Regions from separate parts of the Mus musculus genome. Here region 2 is linked to region 1. The links are chromatin contacts, called in public Hi-C maps. All regions are on one chromosome and are shown on one strand. Each heading gives the region's core, a stretch centred on a gene start, on an enhancer-like site or on the middle of the called end of the contact. The rest is flanking DNA. Distances are from core to core; before and after follow the strand shown. Region 1 overlaps Med27 (mediator complex subunit 27). Region 2 overlaps Med27 (mediator complex subunit 27).

Evidence for each region. A called contact is a pair of places that touch in the nucleus more often than the background predicts.
Region 2: a contact with region 1 is called in a Hi-C map of the N1E-115 cell line, with 2.7 times the contacts expected there. The contact joins two enhancer-like sites. A contact is called at or near these places in 5 of 484 Hi-C or Micro-C datasets (the HL-1 cell line, the N1E-115 cell line, adipose-derived mesenchymal stem cells and 2 more), 2 of 115 datasets of contacts at active chromatin or transcription factors (embryonic basal ganglia and embryonic stem cells) and 2 of 9 other capture datasets (adipose tissue and embryonic stem cells).

Annotation. Positions count from the first base shown.
Region 1 is chr2:29,424,841-29,430,205 of GRCm38.p6, forward strand. The region is part of intron 3 of Med27 (mediator complex subunit 27); the gene reads left to right. Among named protein-coding and RNA genes, the nearest start is that of Mir133c, 48 kb to the right of the region's middle. Within about 2 kb of position 2,526, at least 11 of the 459 cell types and tissues checked have an H3K27ac peak or open chromatin away from gene starts, as enhancers often do. A contact at or near this core is called in the N1E-115 cell line, where this site is marked.
Region 2 is chr2:29,516,514-29,521,878 of GRCm38.p6, forward strand. The region is part of intron 6 of Med27 (mediator complex subunit 27); the gene reads left to right. Among named protein-coding and RNA genes, the nearest start is that of Gm30761, 28 kb to the right of the region's middle. Within about 2 kb of position 2,993, at least 3 of the 459 cell types and tissues checked have an H3K27ac peak or open chromatin away from gene starts, as enhancers often do. A contact at or near this core is called in the N1E-115 cell line, where this site is marked.

The DNA.
Region 1 (5,365 bases), core at 1,276-3,775:
GCCAGGCTCTGTGTGGGCATGTGCTTCTCTTTTCTGCATACGAATTTGGATTGTAGTACCTTGGTTACCTCATAGATATATGTTTAAGTTTTTAAGAAGTTGATGAACAATTTTCCAAAGAAGTTGTATCACTTCACATTCCTAGCAGCAGGGTTTGAGGGTCCAGGTGCTCTACACCCTCACCCATGTAGGGGTCTAAACACAGAGCTTTGTCTGTGTTTTCTGTTCCTTAGCTTTGAGGTCTTCCTTCTTGGGCAGCTGTGATAGCTGTGGTCTGGAGTGGCTGTTGGTGGTGACAGGCATCTAGCAAGTTTGCTTTGATTTTTTTTTTTTCTGTAAGAATACTTACTCATTTTTGAGCCACTGATATCTAAATTCATGCCATTCTTGCAATTCTTTTTGCTTACTTGAATTTTGTTTGTTTATTGAAACCCATCTTGCTGTGTAGCCCTGGCTGGTCTAGAACACTGTATAGATGAAGCTGGCCTCAGATTTGTGGTGAACCTCCCACCTCTGCCTCCCAAGAGCTGGGATTATGAGGGCCACTAGGCCTGGCTTAAATCGACATTATCCTCACTCATTTGCACTAAGTTCCACTTTGTGTTCACTTTCATGATTCGGGGAAGAAAACCTGATGCCCACCATGCTGGATGCTGAATAAGCAGTAGGGCATGAGTAAATATTCTTGCAATCAGAGTAAGGCCTGCTAAGCAGACACTTCCCCTGCTCACCCTGTCTCTCACCTTTCACCCAGTGACCTCATTGTCTAATGACCTCATCCTTAACTTTCTGTATCAAGACTTTGGTCTCAGATCAAATTAAAAACAACTTTATTTTGAACTTTGGAAAATACACACATGGGACAGGGTGGTCCCCAGGTTTTCTTTTGTCCAGTCTGCAAAGAGACTCCTAAAGTACTATGCATGTCCCCAGGTCTCTTTCCAATATGTTCTGGAGCTCGGGCACACCGTTGAAGGGCTGTGACTTTTGGCTTTAGGGACTTTGTTCATGGCAGCTTTTCCAGCTCCCCAAGTAATGGGACAATCTGAGGATTTCTTGCCATCAGAGGGACTCACCGGGCATCACGGGGCTCTAAAGAAAAGAGCCCTGTAATTCTCTCATGGGGCTTAGAGTAACATTTACTTCATTCTTACCAATACTGTGAGCATGATTTCCAAGCATGGTGGTTCTAGAAAACCCTTCTTCCCATTCGGCACATTAAAAAAAAAAAAAGAAGAAGAAGTTGATTTGAAGTGGGAAGAGGGTTCAGACTTGGGCTGTTAGAAAACTGTAACAATGAAATTATGTAATGCATTAAGTTGAAGCTACCAATTGTATTTTCTCCCTCATCTAAACCTTTTTCTGTCAGTTGAAATGGACCTTACCCCCCACAGGCTGTGCACAGATCTGACTTTCCACATCACATGTGGGCTGGAATGGGTTTTCTCAAAAATATGGTTTTTGGCAGATTTTTATTTTTAACAAAGGAACACTTAGAATTTAGAGGTCCCTTATGACCAATTAATTCAATGCAGTTTGTTCAGCAGACATGTAGACACTATGCAGAACTGTCCTCACCCCAAAGGAACTTCTGTATTCTTGAGGAAGCATATTTGGGCCACCATGAAACTCAGACTGGAAGAGCCAGGAGGCATCTCTTCCACCACCTCCTGTGTTAGAGAAACTCTGGCCGCAGAGAACTCATCTGAGTTCCTGAGGTTTTCTCAGAATAGCCCTGCTTGCGTCCCTCTTCCCTCGAGTAAGATGGATTAGGAGAGGCAGAAAAATCCGGGATATAGGACATAGTTACATCTGTCTTTCCCCACGATTTTGCATGATCTCTGAACCCTTCCTCTGCTTTGCTTTGCTCTTCTTAGAGATCATCTCCCCACTTACTGGAGATCTGTCCGTGAACCCAGTGTCAAGCCCTCGGCTCCAGATTCTTTGCAGGTGGAAGGGTGTGGCTCCCTCTACTGCAGAGCTTTATGCTTCAGTGTGCCTGGTGGCCCTGGAGCCTTGCCCGGTGCACACTGCTTTTTGGCAGAGGCAGTACTTTATCAGCCAGGGTGGACAGATACTTCTGTGCTACAAATGAGTCCATGGAATGAGATGACAGCTCACTGGCCAAAGCCAGTCTGCCACAGAGGGAAAACTGAGTCATTCTGAAGGTGCAGTCCTCTCCTCAGCTATAGGTGTGCTGACACTGGCACTCACACTCTGTCCAGTCCCCTGAAGCAGAGCTGGGTGTGAGGATTCTGGCAGCCCTACTTGTTAACTGTATAAGGCATGGGTGCTGATGTATGGTATGTTTATTAGGGGTCAGTACCTGGGAAAGGAAGGGGAAGAAAGGGTCTAGGCCACCGGAGAACAATTTGCCTACATCCAACAGGCCCTTGACCTCCTGGGAAATGTCTGGAGCAGCACTGCCTGGTGCTCAGTAGGAGGTGCCCTTCTGTATACTGCCTCACTCAGTCAAAAACTGCAGGGACTCCAAGAAGGCTACACTGCAGTGAGGCTTCAACACACAGCTGGGGCAGGTGCTGAAGGAGCCGGACAGCTGGGAGCTGACTGTCCCCACAGCTGGCCACAGGGACTGAATCTCACCAACCCTGCTCTGTAACAGTCTCAATTCTGGTACCATATAGTGGTGTTTCAGAATGCTAGTCATTGATTCCCCAACCCCAGAAGCATGCTCTCACAACTTCCAACACCAATGGTGAATGCTGTTGCTGTCACTGATACTCTGCTGAGCTATCATTCTGGGTTCTACTCACCCTTAGTGCAGAGCTGGCCCAGGGAGACACACAGCTTCATTCCTGCCACACCTGAGCCCCATCACCAGGCCCCTCTAAGACCAGGCACCTAGAGTCACAATGGGTGAGTATACTAGGACACCATGAGGGTAGCCACCTGGACTCCTCCTCATCCACTGCCTGCTTCTCAGAGCCAGTGCTGAGGCAAGATGATAACACCTCTGTGCTCCCAGATTCTAAGACCAGATTGCAGAGTACCCAGGAGGCAGCCATGCCATGATACAGTGGAACTGCATTCCCCCTGGTCAGAGTCCCAGGACAGTGATGTTCCAAGTCTCTTCTGAGTGAAGAGACATTTCTCTTAGTTCCCCTTGACTCTCAGACCTGTGTATTCTTTCCCTCAGAGGCACAGCATCCTACTGATCCTCTCTGGTTTGATCCATATCCTGTATCTTGGGGGATGGTACCTCATTTTTGCATAGTGATGTCCTGGCATCACAGGCATCATTCTTGTGAGAGTAGACTGCTAGCCCTCTAGAATAGAAGATGTCAGCTCATCAGCTTCACCAAGCAGATGCTGGCTACTCAGTATTAGTCTCTCTTGCCGGCAGATATTGATTGGCATCAGTAGCCAGATCACTTCAAGAAGGGTATATTCATGTTCGGCCATTTCTGCTACCATGGCCACTTTGAGTGGATACACTGGGTAGACAGTGGGCTAGGAGTCTGCCTTCTAGTTGCCCAGTGCCTTTTCCTTGAGGGTTGGTGATGACATGTGGGCTCTTCCACCCTTTCCATTCCCCATGTGCCCACACATATGTCTACTTCTGTCCTTGTCCTGACTTACCAATCTAGGTGGGCCACTTATGAGACCATGTATCACATAACCTTTGCTACTACTCCTGTGGAGTGTACAGTGTTACTGAAGTCCCCATCACTGCGAAAAATCACCCCTCGTTGCTGATTTTTAAAGCCAATCTGTAAGTCAGCTGATACGTGTGACTGGCTGGTGCTCACTTATCAGATGGCCCATCCGTAGACCAAACTTGGGCCCTTTCTTTCTCTTTCAGTTGGCCATGTGGGATTCCTTTGCTCAGACATAGATGATAGTCTTGGGCGGGGGCTGGCACAGCCATGGTGGGCTTTATATTGTGGCAGAGGGCAGGAGACCTCTCCCAAAGAAGAAAATGTAAGCTATGTACATTCTGTAGCATATGAACTGGGCTTGATTCTATGTTTGATTGGGATGAGGAAAGAAAATGCATTCACTCTAAAGTGGTTTTGCCAACCTTCAGTGGTGACATTCACAAAGATGCTCCTCATCTGTCATGGTGAACAGTGAGGCCCTCTGCCTTGTGGGCTTGTAATGATCTCAGGTCCTCCTGCAGAGGTCAGACTAGTGAACAAAACAGATAAAGGAGAGACCAGTACTCCACATCCTTGAGATTCTTCAAGCAGACACTGATCTCCAGCATTGCAGTATTGCCTCTGACACAGTATGGACTGGGAGTGAAGCAGCAGCCAGTCAGACTGTTGGGCCTTCCCTACTCTGGTGGGTTTTACCTACAAAGGACTCCATATGGTTGAGTAGACTGTCAGGTATGTTGATCTGAGTTTTAACCCATCTGCGTAAGCACCCATGTGTCCCCCCCTCAACAAAACTTCAGGTCTCTCGGAATTCATGTCAGGTGTAGTTGGCTCTGCAGTGGGCTCTGAGCTTGAATGAGATGCTTACCTGCTGGTTCCGCTCTTCCTCAACTCTGGTGCTGAGCACCAGCATTCGTTCCCCTCAGTCCCCAGGACAAGGGTGTGTGCTTTGTTTGACTCCGTCTTCCAACGTGGCAGATAGTGTTTGAAACAGAAACTTTCCACAGAAAGCAGCTCAAGAAACTGCTGCATATTAGTGGGTTTAGGTTAGACCCTAGAGATAGAGAGAATCCTTATTAGTGCTTAGGATTTGTGGTAGATAAAAATGAGGAAGGGTCAGCCCAAACTGCACTGCTTCTGGCTAGACTGAGTCTCGGCCTGGAGTTTCTGTTTATCTGCATGCCATGTTCCCAGCCTCTTTGAAATTACTCATCTTAATCCTTTCCTTTGTCAAACAGGGTGACAATAATGGAAACACAGCTCACATCATGTCCCAGATGGCAATCACTAAGTGTTAGCTATTCATATGTCATGGCAACTATTATATGTGGTGGCAGCAGTATGTCCCAAATGAGTTTTGTGAGTATCGAGTGTTCCAGGATTTTAGCAGAGAGCTGTGACAAAGGGTCGACGGTGGAGTCAGGCCTCATGCCTTTCTTCTGTGCATTCTCTTTTCAAAGCAGGCACCAAAGAGATACAGTACAGATTGACATGTTCATTAGAACTTGGAAGAAATTCAGGCCCTGTTTGCACATACATGGTGGATGAAAATGAAGGATCGGCCCCAAAGGTGCAGCTTCTGGCTAGACTGGGTCTCAGCCTGGGGTTCCCATTTATCTGGGTGCCACATCCTTTCCACACCCACAACCTGTAGAAAGACACCTGCCTGCCAGTGTGGACGTTACCACGACTGTTCTGTCTCCTCCATGCACACCCAGGCCAAGCCATGTCTTCTCCCTGCACAT
Region 2 (5,365 bases), core at 1,743-4,242, 92 kb after region 1:
CTATGCCAGGATGTTTAAGCACACAACCATCCATGGAAGCCATCAACAGCCAGTCTGCTTGGGTCCAGGGAATTGAGAGCTTCTTCCAGACATCAGTGGTGTCATGTCTGAAACTCTAAAGGGTTACTGTAGCCTGCTCCACCCAAATGCTCATTTTTGGAAGCCCCAGTTTGTGCCTGCCAGAAACTATCTTAAGCACATTGCATCCGCAGGCTCGTACTTCTCAAATACAGGGCTTGATCTCAAAGGTGTGCAAGGGATTTGCTGGCTGATGGAACAGCTGGGTCTGTCTCCACCTCTCCTCTCTGACCCAGCTAGCCTGCTGATCATGTCCCAGAAGCCCCAGACCAGCATGACCTGGCCCCAGTGACAACGATAAGCTCTGCAGAGCCCATGCAGATGGCTCCTTCATCACACAAAGCAGACTATCGATCTTGCTGGAGTAATCCCCAGTCCCCTGGGCCTCTGGGCTTCCTCCTTGGGCCCCCAGGCCTGCTGAGCCTAAGGCACACAAATCCCGGCTCCGATTAGAGACTAGGGCTGCATAATAAGTGGTAAATCCCCTGCTTCCGCCCTGTCGTGCCTTCATCCGTGTTTTAGAAGCTTCTGTCTGCAATGCTCCCATGGCCCCCAATACCACTTTCAGGACTTCAGAGCATTCCAATTTTGAGATAATGGTGACGCCTCTTTTCATAGAATGAAGACTTCTAAGGCTGCCTTCAGGATCCATCCTAAAGCTCGTGCAGGGCTGCTCGCAGGCTGCCATCTCTTTAAGCCCTTAACACACCAGGCTCCCATAGCTGGCTCCAGAGCCCACAAATAATTTACTCCTGAGCATTGTGTGGGGCTCCTCCTCACAAGGGTGGGATTGCTGTTGTTGGGAGCCCCAGATGCCTGGGCTGGCCCCTCCTCAGTGTTAAAGCATCTTCGCTCTCCTAAGGCTGCTTCGATGTCTCCGTGCTGGGTGAGGAGGGCATGAGCACATTAGTGACACATTCAGTTTGCTGCCAGCCTTGGAAACCCAGAGCTAGGAAGAGGAGGTAGCAAAACCAGGGCCTTGCAAAGATGGCATTATATCAAGGCATCAGGTGGGCACCTGGAGTGAAGCACAAATATAGCACCTCTCTTGCTCTGGCATCTGCTGTCTTTTTTTTTTTTTTTAACAGTTGTAGCTGGCATAGTGGTGCACACCGTTAGACCCAACATACAGGATAGGGAGGGAGAGGGCCTCAACCTACCTGTATGTTTGAGGCCAGCATAACATACATAGTAAGTCCCAGGCCAGCCAGGTTACAGAATAAGACCCTCTCTTTTTAAAAACGGGTTTTAAAGTCACACCTGGGGAGGGCCAGAGATGGTGCTGCTTAGCTGAGTGCTGGCAATGAATAACTGGGAACCTGCAGGACCAGGCCACCCACCATCACCCAGGCTCCCTACCCTCCACCAAGTCACAGTCTACCTTTACAGCATGCATGTGGGGGCTAGTGCTGCCCGGAGGGAGGCCAGAGACAAATCATCACCAAATTCTCTCTTAAATAAGCAGCTGTAGTTACTTGGGTACCTCGCAGGAGATGCTTTTAATAGCAGCCCCAAGTCCCTAGCCTGGCAGGGACACGCCTTGGGTGTTTGGCTCTAAGGATCAGTGAAGCTGTCTAGAAAGGATGGAGGATTTGCTGGAGGCTGAGGCCAGCTCACCTAGGCTGCTGTCCTGCTCCTGGTGGCCTGGGCTTCCTCATATTCTGAGCTCTTAGGCAGCGCCCCTCAACAGCTTCTAAAGCTGGGTGTGGTTCCTGCAGGTACTAATGCCTCCCCCTGAGAGGTCTCCTGAGCCCCTGAAGACACTCAAGGGTCTCTCGTTCTATAAAAACTAAACCACCCCAGGTTAGAGCTGTGTGGAAATGAGGTGGGGGAGGAGGAGCACACACAGCCGAGGGTCCCTGCTGCAGACCACATGGTTGTTCCTACCCCTGGCTGCTATGGTGGTCTCCATCCTCTCACTTGCAGAGCCTTCCCTTTCAGGGAAGTGTGCCTGGCAGCAGTAGGTCTAAGAGCCTTCCCTCTCCAAACCTTTCCTAGGTCACCACTTTGGCTCCTGGGCTTGGGGCAGGGGTGTGTCCCAGACTCATCCCTGGACGGGGGAACACATGGCTTCTGCACTATCTCCAGGACCCCCAACCTCCTGTGTTCTGTACTTCCTCTGAATCACTGTGTACTGCAGCCCTCCTCATCCTACTGCTCCCGTGTAACATGGGCAGGAGATGAATTCAGTTGTCCCTCTGGCCAGTGTAGTACAGAAAGAGAGCCTCGTGCTTAGCAGCAAATAGGCAGAGGCTCTAGCAAGCAAGGAAGGAAACTTGTCCAAGGTTTGGGTATCTGTCCAAGCCCTTCCCTAGGAGAGGAGAGAGCCCATGATTTGGCACCACTCAAAACACTTGTCCACCCAGGAAGTCCTCCAGTGGGAGGCTACTGGGTATAGGTCAGAGACTGACCCTCAGTTCAGGTTGTGTGGCCTGGACAAGCCCTGCCCTGCTGCTCAGTTGCCACCTAACCTAAGTAAGTCCCTTGAACTCCCAGTCTTCCCTGACTTGCAAATGGCACTTGGAATGGTCCCTCCACCGTCATTGATGTGAGGGTTGAGTGGGGTCAGATGCTGTCTCTCTCCTGACCCATAGAGTCCATACCCAAGGTCATCCTGCTCGTAGGAAGGGCAGGACCAGTTATGGAGCAGTGAGCCTGTCGCCCAGAGGGCTGACCACATGCACTGCCCCGCCGCAGCTCCACCTGCTTTCTAGAACAGCTCCAGCCTGGAAGGGTGTCTTGGGGCACTCTGCACCTCAGTATGGCAGAGGAACTTAGGGACACTGCTTTGACTGGCAGCCCCTCTCCAGAGTGTTGACTGGCAGCTGCTTCAAGGTCTCCTGAAAGAGTCCTTCTGCCCTCCCCACTCCCCACCCCACTCAGTTCTCCTCCATCTGGGTACATAAAGACTTTCACAGCCTTAAACTGAGGCAGAGGGAACTTCATTCAATCCAGCCTGCTGTCTTGGCTCTCCAGATGGGAGCCCACAGGGAGCCGGGCTGGCCTCTGGTTCCCTGCAGTGAGGGGAAGCAAGGCTTCTGGATCTCCAGCCTGGCACGAATCACTCTCCACCTTGCATCCATGGTACCCTGGCTTGTCCATGTCTGCTTGGTAATTTTGTTTCCCGGCCTCCCCTCCTTGCCTGCTTCCCCTAGGTTCCAAGCACTTTGATGTTTTTACAAGCTTTGTTTCAGCCCAGCACTCAACCTGCAGGCAACGCATCCTCCTTGGCCTTGGTCTCTCAGGAGCATTAGTGCTCTTCCCTGGCCTCCCTCAACGACAAGCAGGCCTGGCAAGCAGACTGCTTTTATCTCCCAGGAACATCATTAGCTTACAGCACAATGGGCCCAAACCTAGGTCCTCACAAAATTAGTTAATAGCAATCTTTTGTTGCACTGGCATGTTTTTACTACATCTTCAATGCTGAACAAAACACAATTTTGTTATTGAAAGTGTAAAACTATTTTATATATACCTCACATACACACACACACACACACACACACACACACACACACATTGCAAGTGGAATAAAGCTTTGAGGACTGGGGAGAGTGCATGGGTGGAGCTTTACCCAGCCCTGAAAGTTTAGCCATGGGAATCAGAAAACGAGGAATGGAGCTGGGGAAGAAGTTGAGGAGACTCAGAAGTCAGCTGGTTTTGTTGCCTCCTATTAAAATGTTGCTGAGATTGGTGATGGGATATTGAGAGACTAAATGACCAACCACATCAGTTGCCAGAGCAAAACCTGCCACCGTTTGGCAGTTAAAGAGTACTTTTAGTGGGACTCTTTGAAAAGAAGGCTAGATTTAGCAGATGGCAGGCCAAGAATGGCCGGTCTAATTAGGTGCCCTGCCTGTGAATCAGATGCCAAGTCAGAGAGTGCCTGGCGCCTCCGTATCTGCAGAAGATGGTTCTCATTGACTCAGCCGGGCCTCTTGGCCAGCCCGCCCCCCCACCCCAGCTCAGGTGCAGGCCTTCCCTGCACATTGCAAGACCAGCTTTCAGACCCTCACCTGGACCACTGTCTGTCAGTCGAGGAAACGGGAGCTCAAATAAAGATGGGGAAGACAGGCCAGGAGCAGGGAGAAAGCCTGTCAGATTTGGTTAGAGGTCCCAAATTTGATAGGCTACAGGGAGCAAGCAGGTAGTGTGAAACCATGATGCACTACAGAGGCATGCCCGGTTAGAGACACCTTTCTCTGCTCCCACTGATGGCAGCAACCAGACAGGGACTCGCTCATATATGCTTGTGGAGATTAGAAGTGGGATACAGACCCTCTCACATGGTCACCTGTGGGATGTCTTTGTAGCTTCTGAGGCTTTCGAGAATTTCACATGGTGGTCGTTTGTATTAACTGAGAAGAAAGAAACACAAAAACTGCATCCAAGCAAGCAACCCTGCCTTGGATGTCACCTCTGGGTCACAGGACTGAGGCAGGCCAGCTCCAGCAGTTGGACAGATAGATGGCTCTGACCCCTCAGGAGAGTCAGTGCTATGGACAGCACCCATCTCAGGAAAGTAGCCATGCGTGAAGCTAGGGGGCAACAGCACTTTGGTGGGCATTTTAAGAAAAAGACAGCCAACAGGCTGTCTCCCCAGCAGTCACCACAGCCATGTCACGGTTGGTACTACTGCTTGGGAAGAAAAGCACTGCTCAGTTTAGAAAGCTGTCTGTCAGGGTGCTTAAAATAAAAGCAGGCCTGGCACCGGAGTGGGGAGGTGGGGTACGTTTGTCTTGAAAGTCACCCAGGGAAAGAACTTCCTCAGGCTTGTACAGCGCAGGCACCAGGAATGTCTCTGTGGGAGAGCTGTGCTGTCCCCAGGAGTGGGCATTTCCACCGGCCTCTCTTTAATTAACGTATGCATTGGGTACCTGCTGTATGCCTTGTGGTTCTAGGCCTGGGGCCACAGCGTGAACAAGAGTGGGGAGAGAACAAGGGCAGGGAGCACGCTGAGCAGGAAAGCGGTCAGGGAGTGGGGGATGGAGGAGGAGGGCAGGGAGCACGCTGCACCAAGCAGGAGAGAGAGTGGGGCTTACTGGGGAAGAACTTAGCCTGTCCTGCCGTGAAGCATGGAGCCAAGATCTCCTCTACTGGGGTAAAGTCCATCTGGGCCTAAAGCCACCTCAGGACACTGGGGATCCTGGGCTAGCTTGCATGGCTGCAGAGCCGCCCTCACTCTGGGCTACAACTTCAGGATGGCCCTCACTGGCCCTGCCCTAGACTGGCCCTCCCAATTGCCCACAAATAGTTTGCCTCACTGCTGCCGTGGGCCTGCTGGCCA